3 separate regions of the Sus scrofa genome follow, and all the other regions are linked to region 1. A link is a contact called in public promoter capture Hi-C data. All regions are on one chromosome and are shown on one strand. Each heading gives the region's core, a stretch centred on a gene start, on an enhancer-like site or on the middle of the called end of the contact. The rest is flanking DNA. Distances are from core to core; before and after follow the strand shown. Region 1 holds the start of SIGMAR1 (sigma non-opioid intracellular receptor 1). Region 2 holds the start of KIAA1161. Region 3 holds the start of NUDT2 (nudix hydrolase 2).

Region 1 (2,700 bases), core at 76-2,575:
TTGGTTACAATGCCTGCCATGCTTGTAATCTTCAACCTTAAAGTTACTTAGAAGTCCCAACGTTTCATTATACAAAAAAAGGAAGACAACTGTCTGTCTCTCTTTGGGGGCAGGAGAGCAGTTCTAATTACCTGTCTCCCCAGCAACTGCTGGAATACTCCATGAGGAAAAGAGTGTCTTAGAAGATAAAAATCAGACCTAGTTAATAGGAAGCTCTTTTGTTTCCTTTTGATAGAGGAAAGCAACAGGGGCTCAGTGACCCTCAGCCAACCACCTGTGGCTCATGTAGGGGGTCAAGGAACAGGAGGAGGGCCCCCTTAACGCACTCCTTTTCCAGGCTATGGCTCTTTCCCCCAACTACAGGCAACCCAGAATGAAGAGACCCACCTCTCTGGCAGAGCCACCCTACCCACCTGGGTAGAAGACCTCACTTTTGGTAGTGCCCTCTCTCCACTGGTGGAAGGTGCCAGAGATGATGGTATCTGAGATCTCAGCCCAATAGCGCCCTGTGGGACAATCAAATGGACACCGCGTATCAGGGTATCGGAACCATCCCATGGCCTGGCCAAACACCAGAAAAGGAGGGCATGGGCCTTTGGACAGCTTCAGCCTCCCAGACCCGCCCGCCTCCAGCACTGACCCGAGTGGCCGCCAGAGCCCAGGGCGGTGCCGAAGAGCAGCACATACTCGGACAGCGAGGCGTGCAGAAGGCACATGGCGCCCATCCAGCCTCCCGCGTTCACGAACACCCACTGCAGTTCCTCATCGGGCAGCACGTGGCCTGGGTGCAGCCGCCGCAGCTCCACGATCAGCCGAGAAAAGGCCAGCTCGTGGTCCAGCCCTGGCGGGGACAGAAGAGTAACAAAGTCTGGGCCAGCACCGGTCTCCAACTGGGGAATGGTGCCCCCGGAACCTCTAGCTCGGTCCGGCCCTCCCTAGCCCGCTTCCCTCCTCCCGTTCACTCACCCGCTCACCCGCCCGCTCACCAGCATACTGCCGCGCCAACAGCGCGATCTCTTCGTGCTCGAAGATGAAACTCTGAGTGCCCAGCCAGATCCAGACCACCTGGGCCAGCACAGCTGCGGCCGCCAGCAGCAGTGCGGCCCATGCCCACCGCCGGCCCACGGGCCACTGCATTCTCGCGAGGGGCCTGGCACAGCGCAGCGCAAAAGGAACCTGGGGCCTGAGGCTGTGACCCTCACTGCCTCCGGGTCTGCGGCTCAGGGTCCACGACCCGTTCCCCCGCCACGGCCGTGGTACGGCTCATCCTGGCCAATCGGAACTGTTGGAGCACCGGGGCACCGCCTCCCGGGTTGAACCATTAGATCGGCAGGAGCGGGGAGCCGGGAGCGCCGAGAGGCCGGGCGACGCCGCGCGCATCAGGCGAGGGGGCGGGGTCAAGCCTTTCCAGCTGCGGGTATTGGGTGCTCTAGTCTGAGTCTCTTCTAGTGCAGTCCTGCTCGCGGGTAGCGGGAAGGTAGTGAGGCTCAGAATGGACTGTCCTGCCGGAGCTCACTGACTGGTGAAGCAGGCAAGCCCGGAAGCAGAGCCTTCCGGGACTTGTGATGCTTAAGGCCCGCCTTTGCTAGCACCGAAGGTGGGAGGAGGTTCCTCAACTTGGGAACGTTATGGAAGGCTTTCTGGAGTGGGTGACACTTGAGCAGTGTCTTTAAGACAGATGGGAAGGTCATTCCGTTGAAGCAGTGAGACCTACCCCTACTCCAAGAGCAAAGGCACCGAGGAGAGACACAGCGCCGGGTCTTCTGGGGACCGACAATTCATTCTTTATTCTGAAGCCCAAAATGTGAGAGGAGGGCCTTTGTAAACCAGCCGAAGGTTATCGCCAGCCAGGGAGTGATAAAGAACAGAAGCAAAAGAGAAAAGAGGCAGCATGGTGCAGTGATAAGAAAGACACTCTGTTCCAGTAAAGTTTTTTTAAAAAATAAATTCACGTTATTATTATTATTATTTTGTCTTTTTAGGGCCGTACCCACAGCATATGGAAGTTCCCAGGCTAGGGGTCAAATTGGAGCTGCAGGCGCCAGCTGTGGTCTGCGACATATACCAGAGCTCGCAGCAATGCCAGATCCTTAACCCACTGATCGAGGCCAGGGGTGGAACCCGCGTCCTCATGGATACTAGTGGGGTTCCCACTGAGCCACAGCGGGAATTCCTAACGTTATATTCTTAAAACTAACTAACTAACTAACTAACTAAGCACTAACTAACTAACTAACTAACTAACAGAAAGACACTCTGGACAGGAATGACTGGGTTAAAAGCCTGGCTTCTGCCACCTACTAGTTGTGTGATCTTGGACAAGTTACTTAAACTATTTGTGACTCAGTCTTCCCACCTGTAAAAGGGGATGAATAAAAGTACACACCTTCAAGAGTTCCCTCACTGTGGGTTAAGCATCTGACATTGTCTCTACAGCAGCCCAGATTACTGCTTAGGCACAGGTTTGATCCCAGCCTGGTCACTGCCATATGTGGTGGGTACAGCCAAAAAAAAAAAAAAAAAAAAGTACATTAATATTTAGTGTCTGGGAATTCCCATTGTGGCTCAGCTGTTAACAAACCCAACTAGTAACCATGAGGACTTGGGTTTGATCCCTGACCTTGCTCAGTGGGTTAAGGATCCAGCATTGCCGGGAGCGGTGGTATAGGTCACAGATGGGGCTCAGATCCTGTGTTGCTA
Region 2 (2,700 bases), core at 59-2,558, 280 kb before region 1:
AGCAGCTTCAGCTCTGATTCGATATCTAGCCTGGGAAACTTCATATGCCACGGATGCGACCCTAAAAAGAAAAAGAAAAAGAAAAAAAAAAAAAAAAGACAAAATGGAGGCTTAACCCTCCATGGTATTAAGTTTTAGGAATGGAAGATAATGGTCTGACTGGCTATCTGAACACAGCAAAGGAGATCTGTGGCCAAGAGGGTGGGATAGGCTTCCATTAGGTGGGTGTGGGCATGGTGAGGCCTGTCTTCCCAAGGGCTGGTGCTGCTGCTTGCTTCAGGAAGGTTTCTGGTGGTGGGAAGTGGCAATTTTTGTGGCATCTGGTACAGGGGCTGTGGGGGAGGAACTGTGATTCCGGCGTTAACGGTGGAGCTAGAGACCCCTGTAATCCGCAGCCTCCGCCATCTGGACAAACTCCCGCTAATACTGGCAGGTGGGGTTTGCCCTAGCCAAGCCTCTGCCCACTAGACACTCAACCTCAGTCTTGGCTGACAGCCCCTAGCGGGGTCTGAAGGCGGGGGCGGCGGGGGGGGGCGGGGCAGCGGGCCCAGCCCAACTGACGGGAGGCCATTCCATGTCAAGCGGTTTGTCGAACACAAGATTCCGGGGGTAGGGTGGGATTGGAAATGTCAAAGGCAACTCGATCCGGCCCATCTCCCTGTCCTGCCCAGCGTCGGGATCCAGGGGATCGAGTGACCGAGTCTACAGCCTGGAATCCCCCACCCCCCACCTCCCGCGCTGCAGCTACAAGGTCCGAAGGGACAGACTGAGGTCAAGGGACCAGTGCCCGCTGGGAACCGCGGCCGGAGGAGGGGCCCAGGTGTCCAGGCTCGCCACACCTACTTACTCGTTTGTAGGAGCGAAAGTTCAGGAAATGTCCTCCCTCGGCAACCTCCCAAGGACTTCCCGCTAGGCTCATTCAAGGCAGTCGACTCCAGAAGTGAAGGTAAAGGGGAGGCTCCCGCCGAGCCCCTCCACGCTAGCTGAAGTTGAGTGGCAACAGCGCAGCGCGGGGCGCCGCCTCACTGAAGACAGCTGAGGCCCTCCTCGGGCCCCGCCCCCTGGCCGCTCGGCCACGCCCCGGTCTTTTGGTCTCGCCTAGAGTCGTGGAGTCCACCTGAGTCCGTGGAGCAAGACCATCCTCCCACAGTGTCACGAGGACTTGAGGCCACGCCCCTTAGCTTCCGTGCCTCCCCCTACACCCCCGCGCCACTCCTCCTCTGCTCTGTGCCCAACTCCGGGCAGCTTGGGCCCTCTGCCAGCCTGGAACCTCCCAAGCCCGCCTCCTCAGCCTTCAGAACCCCGCCCCCTCCCCCGCGGCCATTGCTTACCCTCAAGAGGGCGGCTCTCTGCCCCAGGCCTGCTGGGAAATGTAGTTCTGGAGAAAGGTGCAACTGTCGAACTTTATTATATAGAGTCCTCCAACCTCTGGGCTAAATTTGGGAATCGTCTGAGGAGGAGAGAGCTGCCGGGCAAAGGGGCGGAGCCGAACCCTTGGGATTTATTTTTCTCCAGATGTGAGCAGCTTGAGGTCGTCTGGGTATAACGCTTATTAGGTCTCCATAGGGGAAAAATTTCACCACATGGTGTTAGGGTAGCGAAATTCTGGGAGGATCTCAGTGGTTCAATGCAGGTTAGATCCAATCAAGGACCCCACAGAGGGAGCTTAGTTCCACCAGCTTGGAGGCCCAACCTGTACATTCCCACTAGACCAGACCACAGCATCTGAGATCAGGAACTGAGAAGACAAGCTTCTGCTCGGTATTTTGCAACGCCTTTCCCCATCCACTGCCCCCCACTCCCCTTGATGAAAGCCATTAGAAGTACCCATGCTGGAGTTCCCACTGTGGCTCAGTGGGTTAAGAATCTGACTAGTATCCATGAGGATGTGGGTTTGATTCTTTGTCTCCCTCAGTGGGTTAAAGGTAAAAGGATCTGCAGTTGCCCTGAGCTGTGCTCTAGGTCACAGATGCAGCTAGGATCTGGCTTTGCTGTGGCTGTGGTTGTGGCCAGCAGCTGCAGCTCTGATTTGACCCCTAGCCTGGGAACTTCCTGTGGCCCTAATGACAAAAAAAAAAAAAAAAAGAAAGAAAGAAAGAAAACCCATGCTACAAGGAAGTGGGCATGCCTCACCATACTTCTCCCTCCAGGGGGAACTGGGTGCAAACATACGGAAGATCCTAGAGATTTTGGAACACCCCACCCCTTCCTCCCAGGGCTTTGTTTTATAATTTGAAATTTCTTGGTCATGAAACCCTTCAAAATTGTTTGGACCCCTTGGACTTGGGTGGGCATGGCAGCAAGGGTATCTGAACAGAGACTTTTAGGCTGTGATGGAGGCTCTGGGAACAGAGATCAAGAACGTTGGGAATAGGGACATGGCTCTGACTGCAGAATGGAGGCATGGAGGTGAAGGGACATCTAAGCTTGGGGGATAGTGGGGAAATGTCAGCTGTAGGGCTCTCCTGGGGTTGAGAGGTAGATGGGCCCTCCCGCATGGCTAGTTTGGGCTCTGAGGTGGAAAGGAGGAGGACATGCCCCTCATAGGAATATTATGTGTCAGGAGGGCACTCCGGACCACCCAAGGGAAATATTGAGGTGATGAAATGGACAAGGCGACTTTGAGAACTGCATCGCAGTTGAGGGGGCTTGGCAGAGGCCTGAGTGACTGGCTCCTCACTGCCAGATCCTTCTGGGGAA
Region 3 (2,700 bases), core at 125-2,624, 310 kb before region 1:
TGTCTTTTTGCCTTTTCTAGGGCTGCTCCCATGGCATATGGAGGTTCCCAGGCTAGGGGTCTAATCGGAGCTGTAGCCGCCGGCCACAGCCACAGCCACGCGGGATCCGAGCCTCGTCTGCAACCTACACCATAGCTCACGACAATGCCAGATCCTTAACCCACTGAGCAAGGCCAGGGATCGAACATGCAACCTTATGGTTCCTAGTCTGATTCGTTAACCACTGAGCCACGACGGGAACTCCAGAATGGTGGGGGTTTTTTTTGTTTTTTTGTTTTTTGTTTTTTGTTTTTTTTAATAAAGGCTAATAGAAAGTCTGATAAAATACACTGGGAGACCAAGACTAAAAACCACAAGACGGAAAGGAAGAATTGTAGCAAGTAATCCAAAAGTTTTCCCTTTCACAAAGAGTGGAAAGGCCAACCGTGAACTTTCAGGTTCTGCTGAATATGAGATTACGATGTCCTCCCCCATACCCATAAAAATAAAAAATAATCTCTGTATGGAAGGAAAAATGCGGCAGGGAATAGAGAGGAATTCAACCTATCTGAGGTGAATTAAATTTAACTCAACAAATATTTCTTGAAAAATCTACATATGTAAAGTTGCTTGCCTTGCCTCAAAGACCTCTGAATTAGATGGGACAAGAGAGGAAACGGGGGTTCGCGGAAGTACACAAATAACCTAAGGCGGAACAAAAATGCTCTAAGAGAGGTTCCAGTTAGGGTTAAGGGTTCAAAGCAAGAGACTCAGAAAAGGCTTCACAGGAGAAGCCAGGAAAAAGGCGAGTTCGCTGGACGTTCGGACACCCGAGAGAAGCCAATCCCCGGTTCCCTTGCAACCACCCGCCTCCTCACGCGCTCGGCGGGCGCCCTGCGGACCTTCTCCCGCGGGGCAGGCACCAAGGCTCCCGACCAGGCCACCCCGCCCCGGTGTTCCCTCGCCATTTCTCACCTCGGAGGCTTCCAAATTCCTCCTCGGTCAACCCTGTCTGAGGACAAGAGAAGACAACACCGAAAGGTGAGAGCCCCTAGGCGGGCGACCGACGCGCACTGTCAGCTCCGGAGCTAGAGACTGCGGCCAGGCCGCATCCCTATGGCAACGCCGCCAAGCGCTGGTTCGAACGCCCGCGCCGACGCCCGCGCGCCGGCAGTCCCGCACATTCCACCAATGGGCATCCAGGGTACTCGGGAACGTGAGCCGCCCTCTCCTCTAGAAGACCAATCAGGACCCGATGAAGCAGTGGGCGTATCCCTCAATTTCCGCTTTTCAACCAATGGTTCCGCGTAAGTGAAAATCTCGCGATGTTCTGAAAGAGAAAACTGGAGCCTTTGAGGCGGGTTCCCATCTTTTTGCCCCAGAGCTGTTGGTTGCCCAGAGCGCAGCCGAGCTCTCCGGATTGGTGGGTGCACCCCAGTCTCTGTCCAGGGCCCGCCTTCTGCCTTTTTCTGCTTCGGGTGAGTAGCCTTAGAGAGGGATCCTTGGCTTTAGTTCTCCGCGGAGAAACTGAGGCTCAGGGCAATGAGAACCTGCAGCTGAATAACTTCCTGTGGCTGCACGGTCAAAGATGGACGTGCTCTCCTCCAAGCTGACAGTGTGGCGTGTGCAGGCCAGGCCCCCGCAGTTCGCAGGATCTCAGTTTTCTTATATGCGCAGGGAGAAGGGAGAGATCAATGGCCCCGCGAGCCTTGCTTAGCCTCATGTAAATGGTGATCGAGTGGGTCTTCAGAATCCCGGAGTTCTGTGTTTAGGGCCCAGCGATCCGAGCGCCATACCTTCTCCTCCCTGGACCTCAGTTTTAACTTTGTTGTTACCCTTTAAACCCTGCCTACTTTCCAAAAGAGGTTTTATATTTTCTAATTACTTCATTTATTGAATCGATAATATTGTAATTATAGCAGAAGTAAAGTCACCCGAGAGTCCCACTACCTAAAACATAACTTACTGGAGTTTTTTTGTGGCTCAGCGGGTTAAGGATCCGCTTTGTTACTGCAGAGGCTTGGGTCACTGCTGTGGCGCGGGTTTCATCTCCAGCCCGGAATTTTCATATGCCAAAGGGCACAGCCAAAACAAAATAGAACAGAAAACTTCCTTTTTCCCTTGTGGCCTGTTTCGTACTCTGTGTATTTGTTATATTTCCTAAGGAAAAAAAATATATATGTTCGAATACCTACGTATACACATATAAATGGCAGATTAAAATAAAATGGTAAATTAAAATTAAAACTCAATGCAATGGAATAGCCAAATGCAGCTAGTATAGAGCAAGGTTGGGAACGATGTTGGGAGATAGGCAGATCTACCTTTTTTTTTTTTTTTTTTTTTTTTTTGCTTTTTAGGGCCGCAGCTTCGGCATATAGAGATTCCCAGGCTAGGGGCCCAATCGGAGCTGTAGCTGCCAGGCCTACACCACAAGCACTGCAATGCCAGATCTGAGCCGCATCTGCCACTTAAACCACAGCTTACGGCAACGCGGGATTCTTAACCCGCTGAGCAAGGCCAGGGATCAAACCTGAATCCTCATGGATGCTAGTCAAACTCGTTAACCGCTGAGCCACGACGGGAACTCCGCAGATCAACTTTTAAGTCACTATCCAGACGTACCTCTGGGCTATAGTTTCCTTTTAGCTCTCCGGAAAACTGACAGTAGCTCCATGTAGGGTTGTGGTGAAGACTAAGTGAAATAATGAAGGCAAAGCA

Evidence for each region. Promoter capture Hi-C pulls out the DNA fragments that hold promoters and counts their contacts.
Region 2: a promoter capture Hi-C map of liver shows a contact between it and region 1, with 4 times the contacts expected there. The contact joins the promoter of KIAA1161 here to the promoter of SIGMAR1 in region 1. A contact is called at or near these places in 2 of 5 promoter capture datasets (fetal liver and liver), 1 of 47 Hi-C or Micro-C datasets (heart right ventricle) and 2 of 2 datasets of contacts at active chromatin or transcription factors (alveolar macrophages and skeletal muscle).
Region 3: a contact with region 1 is called in a promoter capture Hi-C map of fetal liver, with 2.7 times the contacts expected there. The contact joins the promoter of NUDT2 here to the promoter of SIGMAR1 in region 1. A contact is called at or near these places in 1 of 5 promoter capture datasets (fetal liver), 2 of 47 Hi-C or Micro-C datasets (liver and retroperitoneal adipose tissue) and 1 of 2 datasets of contacts at active chromatin or transcription factors (alveolar macrophages).

What each region holds. Positions count from the first base shown.
Region 1 is chr10:32,159,392-32,162,091 of Sscrofa11.1, reverse strand. It overlaps SIGMAR1 (sigma non-opioid intracellular receptor 1), which reads right to left and starts at 1,325. Exons shown (of 4, transcript XM_003130653.4): 1 at 987-1,325; 2 at 641-841; 3 at 414-506. The coding sequence starts at 1,137.
Region 2 is chr10:32,434,957-32,437,656 of Sscrofa11.1, reverse strand. KIAA1161 reads right to left here and starts at 1,308. Exons shown (of 2, transcript XM_021064686.1): 1 at 848-1,308. It also overlaps a transcript of C10H9orf24 not described here.
Region 3 is chr10:32,465,509-32,468,208 of Sscrofa11.1, reverse strand. It overlaps NUDT2 (nudix hydrolase 2), which reads left to right and starts at 1,374. Exons shown (of 4, transcript NM_214309.2): 1 at 1,374-1,457. All of the region lies in intron 2 of KIF24 (kinesin-like protein KIF24), which reads right to left.